Linked DNA regions of Anas platyrhynchos: region 2 is linked to region 1. Evidence: chromatin contacts called from public Hi-C data. All regions are on one chromosome and are shown on one strand. Each heading gives the region's core, a stretch centred on a gene start, on an enhancer-like site or on the middle of the called end of the contact. The rest is flanking DNA. Distances are from core to core; before and after follow the strand shown.

Region 1 (6,408 bases), core at 1,853-4,352:
TGTCACAGCTGGAAAATTTTCTTTGCTGTAGCTGTGCTTCTCCTGGCTTGGATGTTGAAAAGGGACCACTACAGTTCTTACAGGGAGCCAGCTTTTCAGGCACCACCAACATTAAAGTTGTGTGGGATACCTTTTAAGATACAAACCCTGCTGAAAATCAGATTATCTGCAGGCTTATCAGTGAGGTCAAACACGTGTTCTTGGCTGAATTCCCATCTTTCGCTGAAATTGGGGCAAATTACTCAACACATGAATTGCAGCCATGAATGTAGCTCTTCCTGTTCTGCTCCCAAACACTCAAGGGCAGTTGTTTGTCATATTTTTGACTTTTTTAATGTGTAGGAAATTCTTCCAAACCCCGTGTTTGCATATTTCAAGTAATGGAGATCTTGTGAGCTTCTCCGTGTCCTTGGTTTTCTGCATTTTTATTTTTCTTGCTCCAATTAAATTTTATTCTGGCTTTGCCATTTTCAAGATGTTTTCTGTTACTTGCCTGAGTAAACAGTACAGGATTTAACTCTTGCTTTATGTGTTATTATGACACTCAGCAGTCTGCAGTCCATTTCCTTATAAATGCATAAGTAGATTTTGATATAATTAGCTAAGTAAGCATATGGCAAAAATCATAACCAATGTGTTTGTTTGTAAAAAACAGGTCAATGCTTGATTTAAATCAGAACACACATGATTTGTTCTGAAACTATTCAAATGCCTATTTTGGGACACTTTCAACTTATCGTTTTTGGCTCCTATATTTCCATGACTCTATATTTCTTACAACTTTCTTCCAGTTTTTGGCACATTAGGTTATGATACAATAACATATAAAGAAAGTTGAACATTCTCTTTCACTTGTATAAAGCCAATATTTTCTGGTCCTGTTCATGCCTTCCTGTGGTGAAGTGTGGAAGTACCCGGGCACTTTTTAATATCCTGGATGTTCCTGATGATCTTAAGGTAGACACATGGTTTCCCAGGCTGAGGTCTGAACATAGGCTTTATAGTTGCCCATTGCTATCCCTGGAATAGTACGTCACGTTACGAGTCTCATCCCTGAGGAACATCTATGAGCATCTCTCACTGACTGGATCCTAATTAAGAGGGACTGCAACCAGCCTTCTTGGAAATGGCTACAATCACTGCTGCTGGAGGGGCTGGCCCCTCAGCTGAACTCTGCTCTGTTCTGATGTGAAGCAAATGCTTCACGCTGGGAAGCACTACTTCAGCAGAGAAATCGTTGCAGTATTTAGCCACGTTAGAGACAGAGTATCATATGACAAAGTATGATTTATAATGTTTCTGTGTGCTTTTTTGTGGTGTCTCAGATTTTAGACATCCCAGAAGAAGTTGGTGAGAAAAATGTTTGTTTTTTCCAGGCTGTATCATTTCATGGCACAAAAGACTAGATGAGCTTCTAGTGAGAGAAGCTCTCTCCCACATGTGAAATGGAGGTGATGATTGTTCAAATACTGTTTGAGGGCAAATTACTGCAGATTCTGCCTGACTATTGTCTCTTGGGCTGCCTGAGAGAGAAGCTAGTTGGTACCTTTAGAACAGAGTGAGAGACTGGCCCTGGGAAATAAAAGGCAGCAGCTCTCAAAGTAAATGGATGAGAAGAATCTATTCAAATAGACTTTCATGTGGAAAAATGGTTTTATTGTTTTACAAAGATCTGGATGTATGGTGCAGCGTGCTCTCAGGACAGAAGGAGAGCAGGCTACATCTCTCTGATTTTGCAGGAGACCAGGCTCACTTATAGATTTTTGTTTCTCAGAGGAAGAATGCAATTCATGCTTGTTATCAAATTAGTTGTCTCTTTTTATACTAGAGTCAGTATAAGAAATTGTAATTAAAATGGCATTGAAATCACTTTTAATTTTATTATCCTAGTGATCCACCTAAAGGTGCATGATGTTCATAGACATCTTTACTTTTTGTTAATGTCACCCTTCCCTTACTTACTGCAAACAGACATTTTGCAAGTTTATCTGTATTTAAATCCCCTTGAAATGAAAGCTCAATTGAAAGCTGAACTGTGATATCTTTGTGCATGAAGAAAAGACACTCATTTATTTATATTAGTGTCAAGCTTGTCTACTGCGCTTTTTTTCTTCATCTTAATTGAATGTGCCTGCAGTAGCAGACAGGGCATGTGCTTAAATAGGAAGGACTAATTGGAAGAAGCTGTCAGGTTAACAGACATTTAGCTAGATAGATTGCACTTCAGTAGGAAAATTTCCGCAGGATAAATCTGAACAGTTTGTGAAGGTAGATGATGGATGCAAGAAGAAGGGGGTAGGAAGATACCTGTTTGGGAAATGTGTAAGGCTGCCACATAATCACAATGGATCTTTTAATCTAGAATGGATTGAATACTAAATAATGAGTTCCCTGTGGGTTATTATGGTTTTAGCAGCTTCTTTTTCATCTTATTTCAGCTTCTCTTTAACCCTTCTGTACTCTAGGCAGGGGAGCTGGTTCTTTTCTTGTGAAGAAAACTGAAGAAATAGAGGTGTAACAGGTTGTGGTGGTTTTACCATGCTACGCCACTAAACACCACAACTGCTCTCTCACTCCCCCTCCTTAGATGAGGAGGGGAAGAAGTAAAGTAAAGAACAACTCACGGGTTGAGATAAGGATAATTTAATTAAAGGAAAAAATATATTTATTAAGGAAAGATTATTATTAACTGAACAATTTAACTAAAGGGTGAAAAAAAAAAAAGGAAAAGGGAGGGGGAAAGGGAAAACAAAACAAAACAAAAAATAAAGGCTATGTGGAAGTGCAGAGGAAAGAAATTACTCTCTACTTCCCACAAATGAGCAATGAATGCTTGACCACGTCCTTGAAGCAGGGCCTCAACACATGTAGCTGGTGTTCGGGAGGAGGACCGATGTTTTCACAACGAGAGCCCACCCCTCCCCTCTTCTTCCCGTTTCCACCTTTTATTGCTGAGTGTGACATCAGATGATCAGAGATCATTAGGTCAGCTGCCCTGGTGATGCTTCTTTTCTCACTTTTTTGCTCACCCCCTAGGAGGGTTAGAGAGAGTCCTGATGCTGTGCCAGCACTGCTCAGCAGCAGACACAACACTGGTGTGATAACACTGCTGTTCCAGCTACAAGTGCAGAGCACAGCACTGTATGGGCTGTTGCAGGGAAAGTTAACATCCCAGCCAGACCCAGTACACAGGTTAAGGAAGATAAGCTCTCCATCTGTTACATCTAGCTGCTGCTGCAAAGCTGGGAAGGCTTGTTTCTACCATCAATTTACTGAAAAAAATATTTAATACTAGAGTGAGTATATAAATACAATATTACTCATGCAATTCTGGACTAAATTCCTGTAGAAGATAATGAACTGCTTCTGATGTTAATATGTCCTTCCTTAAATTAAACATCTTTCTTTCCCCTAGGATTATGCCTTTATTGTGTTTTCATAATAACCATATATTTTAATCTCTTAATAGTGCATATCTAAACAATCTTCAAGCCTAGCCTTATAAAAATGGTGGCCTTGATGAGGCCCATCAGTGTGAGAGGTCTCAGCTGCTCGCTGCTCTCTGCTCTGACCAGCTGTTTGAAAGCCCATATCTAGCATGGGAATATGTTAGCACTGATGCTTGAGCAGTGCCCTGGCTTGGCAGTACAGCCACGGGATCCTGGTTCACTTTGGAAGCTCGGGCTGCTCTCAGTGCAGTGACCTATCCTTACATGGTGCTTGTGTGCTGGCTTCATGTGGTGGGGCATTTTATTGTCATGCTAATAAACAGGAAGGCAGTTAGCCTATTTTTAGCTTTCATTTTATAGTACTATTTGTAAAGAATGAGCTGTCCACAAGCTCTCTGAATAAACAGAGTGAGCACTTGGTTTTCCAATGTTTGACATAAAGAACGTCTTTGAGAGAAAACTCTCTCGCTCACATTCTTCTGAAAGAAGCAAAAGCTTTTTTTCCACTGAGAATAGGCTACCTGTTTGCACCTACATTCCCAGCCTGTACTCCAGCTACAGATGGCCTAGTTGCATTGCTCCCTCTTGCTCAAAATAGATTACAAAGAAGCCCTCCTTATGTGCTTCCAACAAAGAAAGACACCACTGCAATATTTATGTTAGAATATTCTCTGATCCTTATAACATTTTCAATTAGCATGATAGATGTAATGCATTTGCACTAAAACACTAACTTCTTTTTTTTTTTTAAATGAATGTGTGCAACTTTTTATGTTCCAGGCAGTCCCATCTGCAAATATATATATTCCAGATATAAATTCCTGTTCCAGAAGTGCATCTGTGTATATTTCTCTTTAGTTCTAGAACAAAATGAAAGGAAAATCAGCTTGGAAATTATATTTGTTGTAGGATATGTACCACTGTCCCTGTATTTACTGGAAAAGTTAGAATAAACTTGAAAAGGTTGTGAAAATACTTGTTCCCGGTGAATACATCATACTATGTCTTTCTGTTTTCTTCCTTGGTGACTTTCCTAGGGCCTGGCAAAATTCGCATGCTTACAAAGAGTTCAATACTTTATGAAACTGCTGCCATGGCTTTATATGGAACTGAATTGCTCTGTTTCGTAATTACCTTGTACCAGGAAGAGGACAATATTTTTCTTCCCATTAAATTATAGCAGAAAGTGGCATCAACCTATTGGAAATTTCAGCTTCCACCCACTAATTCTCCGAGTTAATTACCAGTATCATTGGCTTCAGCTCAGCAAACCACACCTGTTAAGCAAGACATTGAGAGCAGATAGTTTTAAAATTATATACATGCTTAAGCCCTCTTTCTCCTGTGAGTACTTTTTAGCACGCACTTGCTGTCACTCTGAATAGAGACCTACACATTTATACACATCCGAAGTCTTGCTCTGTTGTGAACTTGACCCCTATTTAGCGTCGAAACAGCTAACACACATCCTTATTTTAATTTGCAAAACCTTAGTCTGTTTGACTTTTTGCTCTTCTGCTGGCACCACAGCTGCCTCCAACGTTTCTTCGTTGGTCGAGAGTGACTATCGAAAACAGTAGTGTTAAATTCCCCCACTTGGTGGCACTAAGAAATAACACAACTGCCCTGGAAAACGCGGCTGTAAAACATGGCCAAGTGGTTGGTGATAACCGAGCCCAGTGGCCCTGAGAAAGGAAGACATCAAGTGAGCAGTAATCCCATAGCTGTTTTGCTCGTTGTAAGCGTTAGTAGGTTTTGAGCACGGAGCATGCCTGCTGGGATGTAATTTCTGCACTTGGACATGCAGAGCAAATCTCTTCCCTCACTGTTGACTCTGGTGGCAGATGCTCTGCACTCCTCTCACATTTGCTGCTTGCTGAAGAATGAGATGTACCTAGGAGGGTTTTTGTTGGAAGTCTAGGAGGAGGAAGCCACAAAGTCTTCTCTTCTGGTGCCTTGTTTCAGGCACCACTGGAGAGTTTCTCTTGGTCAAGGAGATTTGCATGAATCTCCCTGGAGAGCCCCCCAGTGTAAATATTATTGCCTACTTGGGAGAAGAGACGCAGCAGTGCCATGTAAGGAATAAGCTTGCTCCAGGGGGATGACTTGACTGACTTACAACCACTGCTAGTGCAGAAAATGAAAGAACTGGACCTAGCATTTATCCAGGTTCTTTTGCGTCTTGATCAATAATACCCAGTAAAGGTCAAGTGCCCTAGGAACAGATTTCATTTGTGGTTACATTCCTGTTCCCTGGTGCAGCTCTTGTTTCAGCTCTGCACTGAAGTATTGTTTTTCTCTCTCCCCCTGCACAAGGTTTTTCTGGCTGGGATTATTTGTTCAGAACTAAGAGCTGTTTTTCTGCCTGATTTTTTTTCTCCTGTCAGTGCTCCTTGTAGTGTGTTTCTGAGTCCCATTAAATCTCCTATTAATATATATATATATAATAATTAGTCCTAGCCTTTTAAACAGAGAGAATTTCTCAGAGCTGAAAAGATTCTTCTGGCAAAAAGGGAGTAGACATCTGAAAAGTATTGTCCTTGTATATTTTCCCTATATTTCTAGAACAAAGGCTATATCTATACTAGTAAGCAGTTTGGCTGAGTGGGAGCAGATGTACAGAGCAAAACATCTGGTGCTGAGGACTCAGTGTACACCCCATCTATGTTACCGAGCCTGTGAACTCAGATTGTGAGCTCTTGCCCTGCAGAAGAGTGGTGGTGGAGTCTGGGACACCCCTGGGAGGTCCAGTCCTTGCCCTCCTGGGCTGCTCGGTGATGTGAACAAGTGTCTGGAAAATAAAGATCGCTGGGATGCCCGCTACAGGTGTGGCCTCCTGAGCCACACAAAACTGTTTCTGTTTTCTGAGACAAGAGCCAAATTCTCTCTTGCACCTTGCTGACTGTGGGTGATGCAATGGAATTGTAATATGTTAGCGATGATAATGAAGTGGGCTAGC
Region 2 (6,408 bases), core at 2,067-4,566, 170 kb after region 1:
TACCCAGCCTTCAGCTGTCTTTGTACAAGTGGTAAGGCTTTCTTTTAGATCCTGTTTGCCTGCCTCATTGCAAGCATCTGAAATATCTTAGACTGGGACAAGATGCCCATGTTTTCACAAATGATTCCTAGTTTAGTTGTCTTTGCACATTGGAAAGTGATTTGCTCTTTTCCCTTTGTTCCAGTACCAGGAGACCAAACACCCATAGACTAAAAGTAATTGATCTGTTTACAAAGCTTTATGGCACCAGGTCAAATGGAGACATCATCACTGTCTAGGAAATCAAGCTCTTATTTCCACTACATGCTATACTCTCTACTACTATCATAGACTATCAAGACTGCTAGCGTTCTTCTGTAAAAAAAAAAATAGGAAGTTCTTCATGATGGCAACACTTAGGTTTCATACTTTTTATATCACACCTTTGTCTGGTTTCAATAATTCTGCTGGGAGTTTTCACTGATTTTCAGCATTTTGAATTTTTGGCTCCTAAAATATACCGAACAAGCTACGAGAAGCAGCAGTCTCCTCCTGTTGTTCCATACATGTATTCTACTTCTTAACTCATTTTCATTTCCCCTTTTCGTTCACAGAGAGCTATGAGTCGGTCAGGAACATACAACCCACAAGATGTGGCTGATGTGAATACTTGTATATGGCACAGGTATTTTGTGTTTTATGCCTAGCATTCATGGAAATGGAAGGAGAACACAGTGAGAAACACAGCTTGGTCCAGCAAGGGTCCAGTAACACAGCTAAGCCAGCAAACTGTTTCACTGAAGTTACTGCACCTATTGCTATATGCAATGAACTCACACCACAGATGGAGGTTGGCACTGCTTACCTGCTGGAGGGTCAGCATACATTTCAGTGCTTTGTCAGAGCAGGGCTTGCTTAGTCCGTACTTTACAGGATTAAATTCAGACAGCCCACCTTTTATAATCTGATTACAGAGCTTCCATAAAAATGAATTCTGGTCCAATTCCAGCGAGGTTGTATTGGGCAGAAATGTTTCTATACATGGAATAAAATAATTGTAGTGTGCTGAACTCTCACATCATTATTCTTTTTCCAACTTTCATTTGGGTCATTGTTGCAATCCAACAAAGGAGCAACAAATAAAACATGTTTCTATGCCAACAAAATAAGAATTATATATGATTTTATTTTCCAAATTGCTATTTATCTACGATATATCTTTTTCCACAAGGGTGCTTTTTTTTTTTCTCCTGTTTTCAGAACAAAAATCTAATTGTACCTCATGTCTCAAATTGCTAAAAATTGTCTTATAATTATCTTCTAACAAGTATTTTGCTAGAAGTATGTTTATTGGTATCACGAGAAGCACATTAAAATGTTCCAAACTCAAAAGACCCTTTGATTTCTTTATTAAAATAATTCAAGTTACATTCAACAGAAATCAAATTTTATGTTTAAAGTGCTTTTCTTTTCTACTTTTTACAAAGCAGTACAGAAACAACAAAAGGAAAAAATGCACTCTTCCTTCCTTTCTATCTGGGCACTTCTCTGGTTTCCATCACATAGATCGGAAGTATCATCTAGTTAAAGAAAAATAACAGGAGAGTTGCCAGTGTACTGATCCAGAAACGGGGTGAGCCAGAACACATAAAACCTTTGGTGCTGTAATTTCACTGAGCAATAAAGCCCTCCGTCCTAACAGCACCATAAACTGCAGGTCCGCTACGTGACTACAGGTTATGTTTTGCAGGTCATCTTACACAAAACGATGCTTTAGAGGAATACTTTGGCCAGTTCTCTTTATCATAACCTGCGTAAAACAAGACTGGCGGTGGTTAATGACAATCGGGTACCCCTCCTGCGGTCCCTGCCCCGCCGGACAGGGCACGGACGCTGACCCAGGGACCCAGCGCGGAGGGCAGGGAGGCACCGGAGGGGAGGCTACGGAGCACCGGGGGAGGCTGCTCCGTGCTTCTGCCCCCGGGGAGCCCGGGGAAGACCCGCTCAAGCAGCGAGCCGGGTTTGCGTGCGAGGGAGGAGGGCATCCCCCTCGCCGTCCCCATCTGGCTCCCATCCTCCCAGGCAATCCGCACACCACCACCATCTTTCCTCAGACAAAGCCGACCGAGCCCCGAACTTGGGTGGCGATGAAGGCAACGGGGAAACTTCCCGGGGCACGGGGGGGCGAAACCGGGAGGCAGCTGCGGGGCCGGGGTCGGAGCCGGGCCGGGGGGCGATAGCAGCGCGGAAAGTCCTCGGGAGCCGAGACCAGACAAAAGAGGGTGTAGCAGCTGCACGGAGAGAGGCAGCTCCAACACGCCAACTGGCTCCGCTCGGGAGGCACAAAGTCTATTTCTGGGAGGGGGAAAAATAAAAAGAAAGAAAGAAAAGCCCCCCCCTCCGTCCCTCTCCCCACCCTGCCAACCGCCCCAAAGCCGAGCGGGGCTGCCCGCGGCTCGTCCCCAGCCCGCTCCCCGCTGGGGTCCGCGGCTGTGGGGGCGAGAAAAAGGGTGTCAAGCTCCGGGGTGCCCGGCAGCCCCCCCAGCCCGGCGCCCCTCCGCTTACCTGCGGGGAGGAGCGGGGTCTCACGGCGGGGAGCGCTGCGGGGCTGCTCCGGGGAGGCGGCGGCTGGCTCAGGGGGCGACCGGGCTCCCCGAGCTCCCCGAGCCCGGCCCCGGCGCCGCCGCCATCCTCGGCGAGACTCGGGCGGGGGCCGGCAGGCGGCGGGGCCGGGGCGGTCACTGCCGGCCGGGGGAGGACGCCCGGCGCCCGGGGGCTGTGCGCCCCCCCGCCGCCGCCACCGCAGGGCCAGCCGGAGGCGGCCGCCCCCTGCCCGCCCCGCGGCGACGGGCGGGTGCCATAGCAGCGGGGCCGCGGCCACCCCGGGGGGTGGGAGGGGGGCGTGGGCGGGCGGCGGCTCCCGGGCTGCAGAAAAGGGGGGAAAAAAAAAGGAAAAAAAATAAAAAAATAAAAAAACTTTGCCCGCTCCGCCGCGAGGTGCCCGGGCGCCGCCCCCGCCGCAAAGTTTCACTCGGCGAGCTGCCGGCTGCGGGCACGGCTCCCCGGGGACGGCGCCCCCAGCCCCATCGCCCGCTGCTCCCCGCGGGATGCGGCCGGAGAAGGAGGAGGAGGAGGAGGAGGAGGAGGAGGAAGCGGGCGGGCACCAGGGAGCCCGCGGCGGGACGGGGCAGGGAAGTTTCCCCTCTCCCCGGGGAAAAGCGCGGCTCCCCGGTGCCAGGTGCCCGGTGCTGTCCCCGGTGCCCGGTGCCGGTGCCGTCCCCGGAGCCTCCCCGCGCCGCTCTGCCTCCGGCCCCGCCGGGCGGGCGCTTTGTAGGGAGCCCGGTCCCGCCCCGGCGGGCTGCGGGGCTCCGAGGCCGGGAAGGAGGAGCCGGCGGGCGGGGAGCGGCGCCCGGCGGAGCTCCGGGGGCTGTGGAGGCTGTGGGGGCACGGGGGGCTCGACAGTGGGGCAGGACACCCTGCCGACCCCTTGTGAGAGCCAGGCGGGAGCACGGAGTGATTCACCCGGGTGGGTTTTGCCTCAGAGACAAGGACACTTTTATGATTCAGCCTTTTTTTCTTTTTTCTCTTATTCATTTTTTTTTTTTCGCTTATTCTGGGGTTTTGCGGCTGCCCGCCCACTCCTAGTGTCCAGCCTGGGCTGGCACTGTTTAGGTACCCGCTGCTCACACTTTCCATTCAAGCCAAGTAAAGCCAGATGGGCTTGGGAGAGAGGGAAACTCTTGCCTGCATGGGAGCTCCCCACATTTGTAAGTCGGGCGCATCTTTTGGGAAGAAAAAAATGTGCTTCTCTGGAGTTGGTAGCAGCTTTTATTTGATTTTCCAAAATTGACTGGACTTCAAAGTTACCATCACCTTTTCTTACCATTATTTTACCTAGCACTTCTCCTGAAAAGACAGAAAGCTACTGAGTTTGGCATCGTCATACCTAAATTTACTTCAGGCAGCACTCTCCTGGAGATGGGTAGTGACCTAGGAGCTTCCATCCACCCTGCAATAGGCCCTCAACTCTTATGTGCATGCACTTTATTGTGCTGTACAGTGCAGAGCATTTGTCAGTTCTCAGTGTTCACTTTATGACTACACTCCTGCCTGAAGCTGCAGCGGCTTCCACACTGAATAGACTCAGTTACCACCTTGCCCTAGCAAGAGGACATTTTATGCCACCAGCTCTGGAGTAGCAAAGAGAAGAGAAACATAGAAACATGTTCAGAAGTTGGAAACATTGTGTTTCCAGCTTTCAGCATGCATTGATTCAAGGGGGAAGGAATTGCTTTCAAGTGTCAGATTTATACCTGTTCATTGGGGTGCTACCAGATTAGTAATTTGTTTTGTCCATCACATTGAGTGTATCTGATGCCAGCTAGTGAGAAGACAGTCTACAGACATGTGTGCTCAGGCTCTCTGAGACCCTGCTGTGCATCACTGGGAGGGAAGAAAGGGAAGATGTTTGTGTACACCAAATCCCTTTGATAGTCCATGTCTCTGCATAGAAAAATTCAGAAATTTTCTCTAGAATTTATGGAAAATATCGCTGTGAAAGAGATGTGGAAACATTACCCTCCTGTGCTGCCAGTAGCTCATGAAACGTGAATGAAGGGCATGATGTGAACCAGCACTAGTTTCACCACAGTTCATGTACTTATCCTGAAAAGATGGGGGCTTGTGGCACTGCAAGGAAAGTGATCTGCTCACGTCTTGCTAATGATCTCCATTTGTTTCCCCTCCAACACCAGACAAGGTAGAGTATCACCACATCTTTATTTATGTTTTCCTGCTGTGAGGTACTTCTCAGATACCTCGTGTCCTTTTGGAAGTGCTGGCATTTAAAATAAATCCTCAGATGACTTATGCCCTCAACTGACCTCACCCCCATAAAAAAGAGTTCAGAAATAGTGTGGTTGTGAGGACAGAATGAAGGGGCTGAGGGGCATTTCAGTAGTGCTACTAGGTGGGAAGCATCTCTGGGTTAGACAAACTTCCCCTTGCATTTGCAGTACATGCATAAAAACTACTTTTACACTAAACTGCAGGGTTGTTGTTTTGTTACATGACCCACAAGTCATATGTATGAAAATAGGACAATCGTGATTTTTAAATGTAGGCAGCATGTTTTGTGTGAGCTTCCTGCTGATGTTAGTACAGCAAGAGCTGCCCATCCTCATGACAGACATCAGGGAGATGTGTCTTGCAGGCAAATGACACATGGCTTTGCTTCTTACCTGGGTTGTTTCTATTCTTTTAAAATTGTATTAATGCATTCTTAAAGAAAGCTGGTGCTTGCTCCTTTTCCTGCTTACAACAGTTTAATACTGATCTGACGACCATTGATTCAAGGGATTTACTCCTGATCCACAGTGGAAAAGACAGGAGAGAATAAGATACCGAGGCTCTTAAAATCTCAGTCATCTGCAAATCTCTGGATACTAAGCCACTGTCAAGACCAATATTCCAGGATTTAAAAGTCAACACCGATATTGCTCATGTCCAGTAAAACAAACATTTTAATGCATTAATTATGAAGGTGGTTGCTTCTGAGACTACAGCAAGAATCAGTAATTAGTGTCAATGAGTGAGATCCTCCCTTTCCATTTATTTAAAGGCATGGAAAATTTTTATTTGAAAATTGTGTTGTTAGCAGCATTATTCTAGTTTCCCTTCCAACCTACATCTTTTAGTTCATAGTATGAAAAGTCATTCATTTCCTGTAATAAAAAAGTCAGTGGGTGGATTAAATGGTAAGCATGTCTTCTGTAAACTGAAGGCATTTAAAGAGAAGGCAGGCATTTTCAGTTCTTCCCCTTGGACAGGAACTTTTTCAAAGATTCAGACTCACTTCTTTGACTTTGTCTAGAACTTTGTTTGAATTTGGGATGCTGAACTGTCCCATGCTGTAGGGCTACAAATATGACAATGTGAGTTTGGAACACAAATGTATTTGAAGGTTGAAGGGATCCCCACTAGTATGAAGAACTGTAGTCAAATCTGGACCACTACAGGGAAAACAACCTTCATCACAAGTTTTTACCATAGTGTAAATAATACTGTGAATTACATAGCTTGCTTTCCATATTATATTATGCTAAAATATTAGTCAAAAACTGTTATCCCTTAATTCTGAGGAAATCTTCAGTCAATCATTTGTTCATACTCTTTTTTTTTTTTTTTTTTTTTTTTTTTCTTCAGTGTTATCAGTGTGAATTTGGTCTGCATAAGATATCAAGGGTTCCTTGGTAATAATGAATGTTAGTCAATAAATAATAACCATAGGACCACAAAATATGCATAGATCTCTGGCTAGCAGCTGTTTTCTGCCCCTAAAAATGCAAAATACAGATTCCTAGTCTGTACGTGAGCAAGTACTTAAGCAATAAAAGGCCTAAATAGTGTCTTAATATTAAATCACATGTA

What was found. Hi-C and Micro-C count contacts between places; a contact is called where the count stands out from the background.
Region 2: a Hi-C map of liver shows a contact between it and region 1, with 2.6 times the contacts expected there. The contact joins the promoter of TMEM200A here to the enhancer-like site in region 1. A contact is called at or near these places in 3 of 8 Hi-C or Micro-C datasets (F1 follicle, liver and subcutaneous adipose tissue).

What each region holds. Positions count from the first base shown.
Region 1 is chr3:63,392,904-63,399,311 of IASCAAS_PekinDuck_T2T, forward strand. No RefSeq gene overlaps it. Among named protein-coding and RNA genes, the nearest start is that of SMLR1, 35 kb to the left of the region's middle. Within about 2 kb of position 3,103, at least 2 of the 8 cell types and tissues checked have an H3K27ac peak or open chromatin away from gene starts, as enhancers often do. A contact at or near this core is called in F1 follicle, where this site is marked.
Region 2 is chr3:63,566,958-63,573,365 of IASCAAS_PekinDuck_T2T, forward strand. It overlaps TMEM200A (transmembrane protein 200A), which reads right to left and starts at 3,317. Exons shown (of 2, transcript XM_027454531.3): 1 at 2,545-3,317.